Linked DNA regions of Sus scrofa: region 1 is linked to region 2. A link is a contact called in public HiChIP or PLAC-seq data. All regions are on one chromosome and are shown on one strand. Each heading gives the region's core, a stretch centred on a gene start, on an enhancer-like site or on the middle of the called end of the contact. The rest is flanking DNA. Distances are from core to core; before and after follow the strand shown. Region 1 overlaps ARHGAP10 (rho GTPase-activating protein 10). Region 2 overlaps NR3C2 (mineralocorticoid receptor).

Region 1 (3,359 bases), core at 600-3,099, 290 kb after region 2:
GTATTTGAAATGTCAGATTAATGACAGCAAAATGGGAAGCATTTTCTTTAAGCAGTGCCTGGATGGGGTGTGTGGGAGAACCTCACAAAATGGCAATTATTGATCAAGCAAGTGTGCGGGGTCACAGTACAACGTGGGATGTGGCAAGCGTGCAAGGAAATGAAAAGCACCTTAGGTAACAAAACTGTCCAGGTGAGGGGAGGGGGGATATTTCCCCGTTTTTGGAAGCAAAGCTGCACCTCCCGACAGCCTAGAGCTTGCCGTGGGAAAAGAACAGAGACAAAATGCTCTTCTACAACCTATTCACGAGTGACGTGATCATTTCACAGCCCATGGTATCTCAAGTGTGGCTGGCTTGAGGGAGTAAATGTTTATAGTTATTTTACCAGCCTTATTTTAGTTGTGGTAAGTATTTCTTAACTTGCAGCTGTGTTCCTTTTCTTCAGCTTTACTGATATATAATTCACACCATAAAACCCACCGAGAGTGTACAGTTCAGTGGCTTTTCATATAGTCACAGAGTTGTACAACTATCACCAAAATCAATGACAGCATTTTCATCACCCCTTACAACAAAACAAAACAAAACACCCATTAGCCATTACTCTTTATTTCCCTCCAAACCCCCAGCCTTGGACAACTACTCATCTGCTTTCTGTCCATAGAGATCTGCCTGTCCTGGATGTTTCATATAAATGGAATCATACAACACATAGTCTATTTTTTATTTTTATTTTTGGCCGTGCCTGCAGCATGCAGAAGTTCCTAGGCAAACTGGTGCCACAGGAGTGACCTAAGCCACAGCAGTGACAACACCAGGTCCTTAACTTTTAGGACTGGCTGCTTTCACCCAGCAGACTGCTCTTGAAGTTCATCCACACCGTATGCAGCATGTTGCCGAGCGGTCTGATGATGATTCCAAATCTTCTTATGATGAAAAGGAAGCTGTTTTTAAGAGTAAAGTTGTTTTTCAAGAATGAAGTTATCGTTTTGCTATAAAAGTGAGTATGTGAGTCAGGAGGGATCATCCATATCTGTCATTGCTGAAAGCACTGAGCAGCTCAGCTAGTGAAGGGCCCTACTCGGGGCTGATCAGTAAGAACAGGTGGACAGGCGACCATGGAGAGCGCGCGCTTTGGATTCTGAACACACAGAGTTTGTGACATCGACCCGAGAGTGGTCTGGGCAAGGCTACCTGCTGCTGATCTAAAGAGCTTTCTGATGACCCTGGGGCGTTAGCTCCTGCGGTAGTCAAGGTGACTCTTTTACCAACAGTGCCAAAAGCCAGGCAGCAGCTCCACGAAGATGATGCTGTCCATCAACACTGGCTCCTTAGTTCCCTAGCAACCGGGGATGTCCCACTGCTGCCCTCGGTTGGTCAAGCGGTCTCTCCCAAGAGCCAACTCATAGAAAGGTACACCTCAGCTACATGTGGACTTTATTCCCTTCGTCTTCCCTTGCTTGGAATGACAGTGCAATTAATCTATTACTGCTTTGGAGTACGTAACATCTTTATTAGTTTATGAAGAGATATCCTGTATCCTACATGCTACTGGCTTGTGAAAGTATTCTAATTCCCACAGTGAACCTGTGTGAAATATTGGCAAGGAATCTGAAAAAGAATGGATACGTGTGTGTGTGTGTGTGTGTGTGTGTGTGTGTGTGTGTGTGTGTGTGTGTGTGTATAACTGAGTCACTTTGCTGTACACCTGAAACTAACTTAACATTGTCAACCAACTATACTACAATAAAAGTTAAAATTAAAAAAATAAAATATTGCCAAAGACAATCTCAAGCTCTGGGCATAATTTGCTTGAAAATGAAACACAGAGTGTATTAGTTCCTCATTTCTGTCTATTGCCAAATCCTATTTCATCATGTAGATGCACCACTGTTTATCTGTCTATCTATCACTTGATGAATACTTGGGTTGTTTCTACTTTCTGGCTGTTGTGAATAGCGCTTCTGTGAACATTCCTGTGCAGGTCTTTAGGTAGAGACAGAGGTTTTCATTTCTCTAATTTATATAGCTAGGAGCAGAATTTTCTGGGTCACATGGTAACTTCATGTTTAATTTTTTGAAGACCTGACAAATGTGTTTCAAATCAGCTATATCATTTCAAATTTCCACTACCAGTATGGAAGATTTCCAATTTCTCCACATCCTCACCCATATTTGTTATTATCTGCCTTTTTGATTAGAGTCGTCCTACCGGGAGACTCTCATCACAGTTTAGATCTGCATTTCCCCACTAGCTCATGATATTAAACATTTTTTCGTATGCTTATAGCCACCGGTATATTTTCTTTGAAGAAATGTCTAATCCAGAACATTTGCCCATTTTAATTTGACTGTCTTTTTTTCTGTTTTTCAGACATAGGCTTGGCATATCAAAGTTCCTGGGCCAGGGATCAAATCCAAGTCAGAGCCACAACCTATGCCACAGCTGGGGCAATGCCGGATCCTTAACCCAGAGCGTCAGGCTAGGGATCAAATCAGAACCTCCACAGAGACAAGTCAGACTGTTAACCCACTGTGCCAGAGCAGGAACTACTTATTAGGTGATGAGTTCTTTCTATATTCTGAATACAAGTTCCTTTTCAGACGTACCATTTGCAAGTATCTTCTTCCATTCTGTGGATTGTCTTTTCACTTTGCTAATGGCATTCCTAGCGTATGTGTTCTTTTTATTTTTTTTGGCTGCACCTGCAGCACACAAATGTTCCTGGGCCAGGGATTGAACCTGAGTCACAGCAGTGACAATGCCTGATCCTTAACCCACTCTGCCACTAGGAAACTCCAGCATGTATGTTCTTAAAATTCTCCCTCTTAACTAAAATAATCAAAGTAACCTTTCGGTGAACTGAAGGAAGAAAAATGAAGCACACATCCACCTAACTATTGATAATAAAAGCAGTAAAAGGCTAGTTAGGGAGTTCCCATCATGGCGTAGTGGAAGCAAATCCGACTATGAACCATGAGGTTGCTGGTTCAATCCCTGGCCTCACTGAGTGAGTTAAGGATCCAGTGTTGCCGTGAGCTGTGGTGCAGGTCACATATGCAGCTCAGATATGGCATTGCTGTGGCTCTGGTGTAGGCTGGAGCTGCAGCAATTCGACCCCTAGCCTGAGAACCCCCATATGCTCCAAGTGCAGCCCTAAAAAAGGAAAAAAAAAAAAAAAAAAAAAGGCTAGTTGGAAACCAAACCCAGCCTTCTCTTCTCCACTTCAGTCTCAGTAATAAATTCCCCAACTACAACAATAGCACAGGGATGTCTGGAAACAAAAGACAGCAGTTTCCCTGCCTCAGCACTTCCCAGCTTCCCTTGCAGCTAGGTTCCTGAAAGCTCCATTCAGGC
Region 2 (3,743 bases), core at 1,175-3,674:
TTCAGTAGTTATTTGTTGGATATAAGCATGGTTAACTGGCATTTTTGAGGGTTCTGTGTTCCAAGCATCCTGCTTAAGCCAAAGAAAGCTATATATCATCCCTTTTAAACCCCACGTAACACTGTGTGGATACATACTAGTAACCTGTGTGTTTTAGAAGTGAGTTCAAGGGGGGCCCAGAGAGGTTAAAGAGCTGGCCCAAGGCCACAGCGCCAGGGAGTGGTAGAGCTAGAACTGAGATCTCTGTTCCTGGCACCAAAGCTCGTGCCCAGCATCACTCTGCTGTATGACACAGGTCCACTGTTGATAGATTGGCATATTAAAAATAGCCCAGGTGACCTATTAATGGCAGCTGTGGCACCCAGGCTTCTTACTTGTGTCCGTGATGGCCTGTAAGTAAGGTTTGTTCACAGTACATGATACAGAACTCACATATCTTGATGTTGGTTTCTGTATATACAGAAGAGGTTATATGGAGTTTGGTAAACTTTTTTAGAGAAGAAGCTGCCCTTGAACCTTGAGGTCATTGAAAGTTATGAGTCAAAAATGGGCAGTGGAAATTAATATGTATGAAAGTATTTAGGTTCAAGTTATAATTTAACTACATTTGGTTTGTGGATTAAATAATTAACTTTCACAAATTCTCCAGTTGTGGTAACATAATATTGTTATTTTTCTTTTATAATTTATTTTGAAGCCTTGCTTTTTGTTTCAATTTGGGCAAAAAGTAATGCAAGTGATTTAGTTATATTAAAATAGATAATATGAATTTTAATGTTTTAATGTGATTTTTTTTTTTTTTTTTTTTTTTGGCCGCACCATGGTGTGTGCAAGTCCCTGGGCATGCCAGGGACACACCCCAGACACAACAGTGACAATACCAAATCTTTAAACACTAGGCCACCAAGGAACTTGTGAAGCAGTTTTTTAAATTAAATATATGAATGAAATTAAATATATGAGTGAAAAATTTTTAAATTAAATATTTGAATGAAAACCTTTTTATACATGGTCCAGTCTCACTCTGGTTTTCCTAGCAAAGCAGGGCTTCCCAGAGTTTTTATCCACCTTCTTTCCAGCTACCTCTCTTGGGAGTTGAGGCAGACACAACCCCATAAATGCTAATTTTCTGTTAGGGAAAATTAGCCCATTTTCGGGGACAAAATTAGCCTGTCCCCTTTCTAAAGACTTTGGGAATCCAAAGTATTTTAGAATATTTTTCTTCCTATCCTATCAGCTGGTTAGCATGTCAACCTAACTGTGTCCCCAGATAGGCCACTCCATTTGAAAGTGGAAGGAAGAAGAGGAGCAGGTTTCTTTGTATCAGAAATAAAAGCCTTCCACAGTACCTCTTGTCACAGACACTGTCCTTTTTTTTTTTTTTTTTTTTTTTTTTTTTTTTTTGTCTTTTTGCCTTTTCTAGGGCCACTCCCTCAGCATATGGAGATTCCCAGGCTAGGGGTCTAATCGGAGCTGTAACTGCCAGCCTACTCCAGAGCCACAGCAACGTGGGATCCGAGCCGCGTCTGCAACCTACACCACAGCTCACGGCAACGCCAGATCCTTAACCCACTGAGCAAGGCCAGGGATCGAACCCACAACCTCATGGTTTCTAGTCTGATTTGTTAACTACTGAGCCACAACAGGAACTCCCAGACACTGTCCTTTTGCCTTACAATCCCACTGTACTTTAGGCTGCATGCAAAGGAAAATAGAGCAGAAGTGAGAATGTCCACAGAGAAACTGAAAGGAAATCAGCAGTTTTTCTGGCCCCTGGTTGGGCCTGCCACACCCCCTATAGTCCCCTAATAGTACATCTCAAAAAGGCCTGGGTCTGTTTCCATGAGCCTTGACTACTTTGCATAGCCTCTTCCAAAGGAATTCATCACTTTGCTGTTACAGGCCAATAATCTCAAGAGGAGGCTCTACTTGTCTTTTAGATTGTATGTGTCTTCAGCACAGCGTTAAGGCTACGTGGCCCTCAGATCTACTCAGCACTGTGTCATAACCTCTGTGGGAAAAGAATCTGACAACAAATATATATGCATATGTATAACTGATTCCCTTTATTGTACACCTGAAACTAACACAACATTGTAAGTCAACTATACAATAAAATTTTTAAAAAAAGAAGAAGAATGAGTCCTTTTGTGGTGTTTCAACTTGACTGCATTCCGGCCATGGAATATAGAGGAGATCTTCTGTTCCAGTCTTCCTGCTTACAGCTGAGGAACTTGGAATCCAAGATTATTATATCATCAGAGACTTGAAAAACACAACCTAAGGAGTCTAATACAGTTGTCTTTTCTCTTTTCCAAGCCCCCCCCAACCCAGTTCATTTTTTATCAGATAGGCTCAAGTCCACTTTCACATTCCTTTCATAAAGACTCCAAAATAGCAGACTCTTTCTTCCGGTAGCTTTAAAAATGTCAATTTCACAAACCACAGGCTACTCCTAATTCTGGTTTCAGTTTCTTTCCAAGCTATCTACAGCTTTCCTTAATCCCGACCATCACTTTTATTTGGTTGAGCCGGAGCCTTTAAAAGGTGGCCAACTCCAGATCCACCTTTTTTTTCTCCCTTGGAATGGATCCTGTCTTGTGAAAAGAGAAAAAGACCCTCAGACACAGGAAGCAGTAGCAATGGCAGACCTCATGGTTGCTCTTTTGGAGACTGCAGAGAAGGCAGCAAGGCGAGAAAGGAAGAGAAAAGTGAGGTTAATGCTGGGAACCATTCAAAGAAATGGATACTCCTATATTCCTGATAAGAATAGAGCCAAAGAGGAGTTCCCGTCGTGGCTTAGTGGAAACGAATCCAACTAGGAACCATGAGGTTGCAGGTTTGATCCCTGGCCTCGCTCAGTGAGATAAGGATCTAGTGTTGCTGTGAGCTGTGGTGTAGGTCACAGATGCAGCTCAGATGTGGTGTTGTTGTGGCTGTGGCATAGGCTGGCAGCTATAACTCCAATTCGACCCCTAGTCTGAGAACTTTGATGTGCTGCAGGTGCGGCCCTAAAAGGACCAAAAAAAAAAAAAAAAAGGAATAGAGCCAAAGAGAGGAAAAAATTTAAATGAAAATTCATCCACATAATGCAATATTAATCAGCCAATAAAATTATGGCTATGAAAATTTATAACAACACAGAATACTTCCTGCAAAAAAGTAATAATGAAAAATGAATATGCGCAATTACTTAGATTCCTTATTCCATGATGACAGCTCTTTAGGAGAAGCTGTGCCTGAGTCAGAAGACCCGGAGGAAGTGGGAGAATACGATACGTTTGTGTTTGTGAAGTCATATGACGGATACGGTTTTGCTTCTCTCTTTGCTAGCTTATAGATCCTATGAAATTTAAAGAAAATAGCCTTCTCCATTTTGAATAAAAACAGGGAAACCTAAGATGAATTGTGCTACTGAGCATCAGATGAATTAGCCCTACAGAGACAAACAGGAAGAAGGAGAACAGGAGAGAGAGAGAAAAAAAAGACTTATGGACATCAGTAAGTCTCCTGCTGGGGAATGCTTTAAAAACTGAAGTAGAGAAGTGAGTGGAAAACAAAAGACCCAGGATGCACAGAATGACAGAACCATGACACAGGGAAGCCCAGAGAGAGCCATCATGTTACTTGAGGAAAATTGGCTTCACCTGCCAGCAGCTCGCTCTGACTAGCTCGGTGGTCACCTGCAAAACTCAACATGCAGCACAGGTCTGGGGAGAGAAATCACAGCATCAACGCCAGTG

The links. HiChIP or PLAC-seq counts read pairs in DNA pulled down with a chosen protein or histone mark.
Region 1: a contact with region 2 is called in an H3K27ac HiChIP or PLAC-seq map of alveolar macrophages. The contact joins two enhancer-like sites. A contact is called at or near these places in 1 of 47 Hi-C or Micro-C datasets (embryonic fibroblasts) and 1 of 2 datasets of contacts at active chromatin or transcription factors (alveolar macrophages).

The regions. Positions count from the first base shown.
Region 1 is chr8:80,860,287-80,863,645 of Sscrofa11.1, forward strand. All of the region lies in intron 10 of ARHGAP10 (rho GTPase-activating protein 10), which reads right to left. Among named protein-coding and RNA genes, the nearest start is that of ARHGAP10, 160 kb to the right of the region's middle. Within about 2 kb of position 1,850, at least 1 of the 83 cell types and tissues checked has an H3K27ac peak or open chromatin away from gene starts, as enhancers often do. A contact at or near this core is called in alveolar macrophages, where this site is marked.
Region 2 is chr8:80,568,842-80,572,584 of Sscrofa11.1, forward strand. The region is part of intron 4 of NR3C2 (mineralocorticoid receptor); the gene reads left to right. Among named protein-coding and RNA genes, the nearest start is that of NR3C2, 270 kb to the left of the region's middle. Within about 2 kb of position 2,425, at least 10 of the 83 cell types and tissues checked have an H3K27ac peak or open chromatin away from gene starts, as enhancers often do. A contact at or near this core is called in alveolar macrophages, where this site is marked.